2 separate regions of the Hordeum vulgare genome follow, and region 1 is linked to region 2. Evidence: chromatin contacts called from public Hi-C data. All regions are on one chromosome and are shown on one strand. Each heading gives the region's core, a stretch centred on a gene start, on an enhancer-like site or on the middle of the called end of the contact. The rest is flanking DNA. Distances are from core to core; before and after follow the strand shown. Region 1 holds the start of LOC123424245 (transcription factor MYB61). Region 2 has its middle 130 kb from the start of LOC123424261.

The links. Hi-C and Micro-C count contacts between places; a contact is called where the count stands out from the background.
Region 1: a contact with region 2 is called in a Hi-C map of seedling, with 2.6 times the contacts expected there. The contact joins the promoter of LOC123424245 here to the enhancer-like site in region 2. A contact is called at or near these places in 2 of 6 Hi-C or Micro-C datasets (leaf and seedling).

The regions. Positions count from the first base shown.
Region 1 is chr1H:61,434,958-61,438,156 of MorexV3_pseudomolecules_assembly, reverse strand. It overlaps LOC123424245 (transcription factor MYB61), which reads right to left and starts at 1,453. Exons shown (of 3, transcript XM_045107947.1): 1 at 1,027-1,453; 2 at 765-894; 3 at 1-649. The coding sequence starts at 1,159. It overlaps LOC123424261 (a long non-coding RNA gene), which reads left to right and starts at 1,481. Exons shown (of 8, transcript XR_006621667.1): 1 at 1,481-1,569; 2 at 1,726-1,835; 3 at 1,916-1,946; 4 at 2,127-2,394; 5 at 2,997-3,034; 6 at 3,121-3,159.
Region 2 is chr1H:61,307,552-61,311,166 of MorexV3_pseudomolecules_assembly, reverse strand. No RefSeq gene overlaps it. Among protein-coding and RNA genes, the nearest start is that of LOC123424261, 130 kb to the left of the region's middle. Within about 2 kb of position 1,561, at least 3 of the 3 cell types and tissues checked have open chromatin away from gene starts, as enhancers often do. A contact at or near this core is called in leaf and seedling, where this site is marked.

The DNA of each region.
Region 1 (3,199 bases), core at 204-2,703, 130 kb before region 2:
GCTAGGATTAACACCATCCCAGTAGAAAGGGGCACTGCCGATGCCAGTGCCCCCATGGCGGTGATTGTCTGGTGGGAGGTTCAGTCCCATCGGAGTCGAGAGGGCTGATGGTGAAACTGTTGGCATCACAGTGGAGATTGTGCTGCAGTTGAAATCATTCTGGTTAAACCAGAGTGAGTTCATATTTGCACCATCTCCACTGCCACACTCGTTGCTGTAGCCTAATTGCTGCTGGAAAGGAAAATACAGCGTTGGACCTGATGAACGGCAGCTTGATGGGCTCTCATGACCAGCAGTAAGCTGCTCCAGGAACAACTCCTTTGCTGGCACCTTAGGTCGTGCCAAGCTTGGAGTTTCAGGGCGCTTCTTGTCATACACCGGCAGCAGCATTGACGATTGGGCTGTCTCGCTGAGGAGGTGACCGAAGTTCCCTAGAGCACCAGTGCTTGACGGGTTGACGTCACTGGAACCAGAGGTCCTCTCGTTGCTGATGGTGGGAGCTGCTCCACTGCGATCAGCCTCGGTGAGGGGCTTGTGGGTGTTGGGGTCAATGCCCTTCTGCCGCAGCTTCTTCTTGAGGGACGAGTTCCAGAGGTTCTTAATCTCATTGTCAGTCCTCCCAGGCATCTGTGCTGCAATTTGAGACCACCTTCTCATGGAAAAAAAAAGAGGCGTATTAGTTGAATTATCAAGGTTTGCTCTGCAGTTACTAATGCTGAATTCTGTTAGGGTCCTCCAAGTGCAACTATAGGCTTAAAATTTACCTGTTCCCGAGCACAGCATGGAGTTCAACGATGAGGTCTTCCTCATCCTGAGCGAAGGCACCTCTCTTAAGGTCTGGCCTCAGGTAGTTTATCCACCTCAACCTGCAGCTCTTGCCACACCTTTGGAGCCCTGCAGCAATTTACGAGGCATATTTAGATAATTGGACTGACTAAGAGAGGGAAGCCTTCTTAGGAGGAGAAGGGAAAGACTGGAAGTTGGTAATTGACAAGAGTGAAATGGAGAGGATCAGTCTTTACTCACCTGCAAGTTTAGGGACAGAGCTCCAGCAGCCATGGCCATGCTTGGTTATGTGGTTCATGAGCTTCTCATCCTCCTCAGGGGACCAGAGCCCCTTCCTCAGCTTCTGCTTGTAGCAGCACGAATGCCTCCCCATTTCAGCGCAATGCAGAGCCCGCGAGCTTGAAATTCGCAGACCCGGCAGGTTCGCGGAACTTACACAGCCTGAAATTGCGCACAGCAGATGCCTCCTCTGGTAACACAGAGCTTCTTCAAGAATCCATGGCTGAAGGGGTGGGAAATGCAGAGGGTATAGTGACTTATATATGGAGAAATGATTGCTGGGGGCAGAATTGAGCAAGAAGAGCAACTGTATGTGTGTATGGTTGCAGATAGGAGATTTCAGTGGAAAGCAGGGAAAGGTTAGGGGGCACTCCTCTCCTTTTCTTTGCAGGACACCCCTCCCTTTAGCACCTTCTTTTAAAGGTGGTGGTGGTGGAGGTGGTTGCGAGAGGCGAAGGGGGGTTTAACCCTTCTTCACTTGGTTGCTTCCGGCTACGCGTGGGGGTACGCCTCGTCTCGTCATCTCTCCTAAGAATCTATGTCTGGTGCCAAAACCGGTGGGGTAGCCGCCTCCACCGATATTTTAATTGTCGCGGCCGCGGCCTCGTTTAAGAAATTGTACATTCATCTTCTCCTTCCTTGTGTGTTCTTTGAGCACAGGCCAGTGAAAGTAAAACGGGTCCGTCTGCCTCTGCATTATCAGGGAAGGGACTGCTTGCTCCTGCTCCGCCCATGGCGAATGACCACGACCTCCCAGAGCAGCATCGAGTGTACACCACTCCTCCTCCTCCTCCTCCTGCTGCTGCTAGAAGCCTTGTCTTTTTATTTATGTTGCCTTTCTTTTCTGCAGCTACTTCTACGTCACGGGTGTTCCATGCAGGGTAAAGCACACACACGGTTGGGGGAGGCGGCCATGCCCACCTTTCTTCTGCTGCTAATTAAACTCATCTTTGTTAGCTGCTGCTGCTGTGTGTTCGTGCATGTGCACCTCGTTTTCCCCCCACCTGCAAGATTTTATGTGTCAGACCCAAGCATTGTCCTCTATCTCCGTTGCTTTTCAGGTAAGTCACTGGATCACTTCTCTGTGGGGGAAAAGCCATCGTCAATCAATCATCACAGTTGGGGTCCTGGGGAGAAAGAGGTGGCACCAGATGTTCGTATTCCAGGACAGAGGGCATCTCCCTTTTGTTTACCCGGAGCAGCAAGCTCGCTGCTAGCTAGGCAATTTCCAATCAGAAATCTTTGCTTCTCCAATCCGGGACGGAGCACGTTGCCGCCGCTCAACCTGTCCGCGATCAGTGAAGAACCGGGCTTTCTATAATGACACAGGTACTACCAAGCATAATGATTTGCCTGCTGACTGTCGCTAGCGTCGTCAATGGATGATACGCCGATCATTGTAGAATGGAAATAAAAAAAACCTTTGTTTCCCAATTTCCTGATACAAAATAGGTCCATAGGAGGGGGGACAAATATTCGCGGCACAGTAGTATTCCCCAATGAGTCAGTCCATGCACGTATTATTGTTCCCATCCTTGCATGTCCAATACACAAAGGAAAAGAGTTTAATCCATGGTTCCATGATTAGGATCGTCTCGTAATGTCATCCTTGTGTGCCCATGTGATGGCCGATACTCGTCCCCATTAAACAAGACGCGGGCCGGGCACGAATCAAAAGCCATTGATGATTGATTGGGCGTTTTATTTAGTCCGGTTTCCAGCTGATCGTCTTGTCCTTTGATTCCCCATGCAGCGGATCTCATCCGTTCTGGAGGCTTGCATTGTCTGTTCTGATAGACCCTTGCATGTATTTGTTTATGGAGGTTTTGGAGCAATTAGCACATCTCCGCTTGTTTCGTATCGCAACGATTAAAACCTACCGGTGCGTGTCCGTGGGGGTTAATGTCACCATCCCTTCTTTCTCCATGCAGCAGGACTTGCGGTTGAGCCAGGATAAACCGACTTTTAGGTAACAACAACCTGCCTTTTGCTGGGCACTGCTCTAGCTGTTTCACTCACTAATTTGTTGGCTCTTGAGCTTTTCTTCCCTAGCAGCTCGCTCACTGGCGCACTCCAGGTGACCCTGCTGTCATGGTAAGGATGCAACTCTACGTTTAAATACGCCAAATGCGGG
Region 2 (3,615 bases), core at 312-2,811:
GCAGCCCTAATCCTAATTGCCACGTGTTCCCTCTACTTCTCTCTAGATCAGTTTCTCCTCTAATCTAATTCGGCGGTGCTCAGGTGAAGCCCTGCTGGATCAGTTCACCACCACCACCACCACGCCGTCGTGCTGGAGAACTCATCTACCTCTTCGCCCCTCTTGCTGGATCAAGTAGGCGGGGATCGTCATCGAGCTGTACGTGTGCTGAACACAGAGGTGTCGTCCGTTCGGCACTAGAGAGGGACGGATCATGATGAGATCGCGGGACGAGCTGCGGTTTGAATCACGAAGATGTTCCACTACATCAACCGCGTTATATACGCTTCCGCTTAGCTATCTACAAGGGTATGTAGGTTCATTCCCCCCTCTCGTAAATGATCATCACCATGGATAGGTATTGCGTGTGCGTAGGAAATTTTTTGTTTCCCAAGCAACGTTCCCCAATAGGTTGGGCAACGTAGCGGTCAAGCGAGCTACGAACGCAGCAGACGGGCGTGCATAGCGGCGGCTGCAGGTGTAGCCAGTCGAGGCAGGCGGCAGCTACGGCTGGAAGGGGGCAGCGGCGGCCGAACGAGGAGGTGTCGTCGGTGGCCGAACGAGGAGGGGGCGGTGGCGGCCGGACGGGGAGGTGCTGGCGGCGGCCGAACGAGGAGGGGCGACAGTAGCCGGTCGAGATAGAAGACGGTTGCGATCGTACGAGGAGAGGGCGACATCAGTCCGTCGAGGCAGGCGACGACTACGGCCAAACGAGGAGGGGCGGCGACAGTCGGTCCAGGAGGACGTCCAGCCGACGGCTGCGGCTGCCGAACGAAGACGAGGAGGACGTCCAGCAAGGGGCGGAGACGAGGAGGCCGTCGGGGAGCGTTAGATCCTGACGGGGACGGCCAACGACGAACGGAGACGGCCGGCGACGAGCGAGTCCTAGAGCAGGCACCGAGTTGCATCGTGCGAGAGAGACGCTAATCTAGTATGTGGTATCATGTTGGATAATGAGCAACTAACATTCACAAAGGGATTAAAGGACAACACATGTACTCCATCCGTTCATAAATATAAGTCTTTTAGAAATTTCACTATTAAACTACATATGTATGTATGTAGACATATTTTAGAATGTAGACTCATTTATATTACTCTGTATGTAGTTCTGTATTGAAATGTCTAAAAAAGCTTATATTTAGGAATGGAGGAAGTACATGTGAGGTAAAATGCAGAAAACCTTTTATACAATCAAAATATATCAAAAAGAAACTATACACATCTAACATATAACACACAATATTGTTCTTTGTGTAATATAAATACATACCAACCGACAGATTCTCCCCCATCTCTATCCTCTCTCCTCTCGTATATCGGTATATGCATAGCCTCCTAATTATGGTCAACATGTAAGTTAAGATAACAAAATAACACAGTTTCGGAGTAGCAAAAGGCTGCAAATGCATGATTAGTTAGTTGTCAGTGTTGGGGGGTCCAAATTACCCTACTACTTTTAGCAGGACATGACAGCGGACAGCACGGCTGGGCTCCATTTCCACGATAACATCACTTTCCATGACCCCCTTTTAATTCGTAAACAAAAGCTATTTAATGCTGTGCCGGATATGTACATGCATGACTGCAACTCGCACTACCACTCTAGTCTCCCAGATCTTATTCGTATAGTCAAGCTATAAGTGCAAACTACGGCACATGAGAGAGCCACGTCACCATATTTTCGGATACATGTAGAGAAGTCATATAGTGTACACCATACCTATAGCACAACCCTTAAAACTTTTTTGTTTTTGCCTACAATTCTCTTGTTTCAAAAGGTTTGCATATATACTCTTTCACCATTTTTTGATGATAATAGAAGATTCATTCATGCGCCAGTCCTGTACATATCTAGTCCACACAATCGAGCTATCGATATAGGAGTATCTCATATACTTATCCATCTTAATTATGCTGAAAAAAAATCCTTGATTAATTATGGCTGTGGTTAACCTGCAGGCCCCGGCCAGTTGCCACCCTTGTTGACAAGCCATCAATTAATTAAGAGGGTCCAATCCGTAATAATACTAATTAATCTCCTGTCCCTACATGATGTGAGGCCGCACCTTCCACCCATATGGTCCCCGTCCATGCATCATGCATGAGTGTCACTCGTCGTAGTGTAGCGCTTTTAGCAGCTAGCTGCCGCTAGCGTACCACTGCACAGTTTTCTTCTTAGTTTCTTTCCGGTGTCACCATACATGCCCTGTCTGTGCATGTATCCGTCGACATCGGCGTAATCTCGTCAATCCCTTCACGCTTGTATACATCACGTACACTGTCCTAAGAAATTTGTATGCATCGCGTACGTACACGTACGATGACGCATCAGTGTGTGCTCGCTCGTACACATGCTTGTCCTGCTGGCAAGCGTTAATACGTACGCGTATTTTATTTGTGTACGTGCCTATCACTGTAATAATACAATTAATAATAAACATAATAAAGACTTGTGCGCATTATATCTCTAGCTGGCTGGCCAGCCGTATTGATAATTCTTTGCAGGTTTGTATGCTCGTGTATTGTTGTACTTGTTGTATATATATAGCTGGTGCATGCCCATGTACGCGCGTGCATACATTATGAAGATCACATGCATGATATCTACATGCGTGGTCCATTCTCTCCATCTTTGTTGGAAATTTTGCACGGTCCGTTCATTTTCGTCTACATATCCTCAAGGCTAGCTAAGATCACAAGTGTCCACTGGTGTAGCTCGAAGAGGGAGTGTACGCGTGGCCTCCAGTAGTATACGTAGCTATAGTATCCTCCTGCCATGCACGCCAGCGTCTTGTTCAGACGTCGTTTTTCCTGGCCATGAGTATCTCCATCGGGTCCTAGGATGAGTGCTTGGAAATAAAAGATGCCAGCTATGAATGGCCTAGCTTTTCTTGCTAGTTGCTAGCTAATTGATACGTATGCATGCGCATGGACATATTCCACGTTACCGAATGTTCATCAAGAATTATGGGACAGACAGTTCATTCAACCCTGTTTATAAGACAAGAATTTCACATGCATGGAAATGTTCAATTTTCATCCCATAAGACCCACCAAATAAAACCAACCACCACATCGAAACCGTATGACACCCACAAATTGCAGCCGAACTGAGCATACCTGACCTAAAAGCATCAAATGGTCGAGCAAATACACACAAACAGATACACAAGAAAAAAATGATTTTTTCAGAAAAAACTAGTAGTAACATATTTTTTGTGCAACAACTTATCTCTTTGGCTATGGCGAAGATTTTTTTTTTGTTTGGCTTTGGTGAAGAAACGAAGCAGTGCCCATGACGCATTGATGCACCACCTATATTATTTCTACCGCCTGCAATAGTGTACACGCTTATTAATTATCTATTTTAAACACATTATGATTGATGCTAAAGTGACTGCAAGGTATGTTCTCCTCACAAAACCATTATGCAGTTAGCGTGATGTTACTGTTAGTCAATTAGTTAAGGTACGTCTCATCCTTTCTCCCCTTTTTTTGGCTACGTATATACGTTTTCATCTGCAGACTGGTCTTAGTTTACTTTGGACATTGTGTGACATGAAAGCAAGGCCA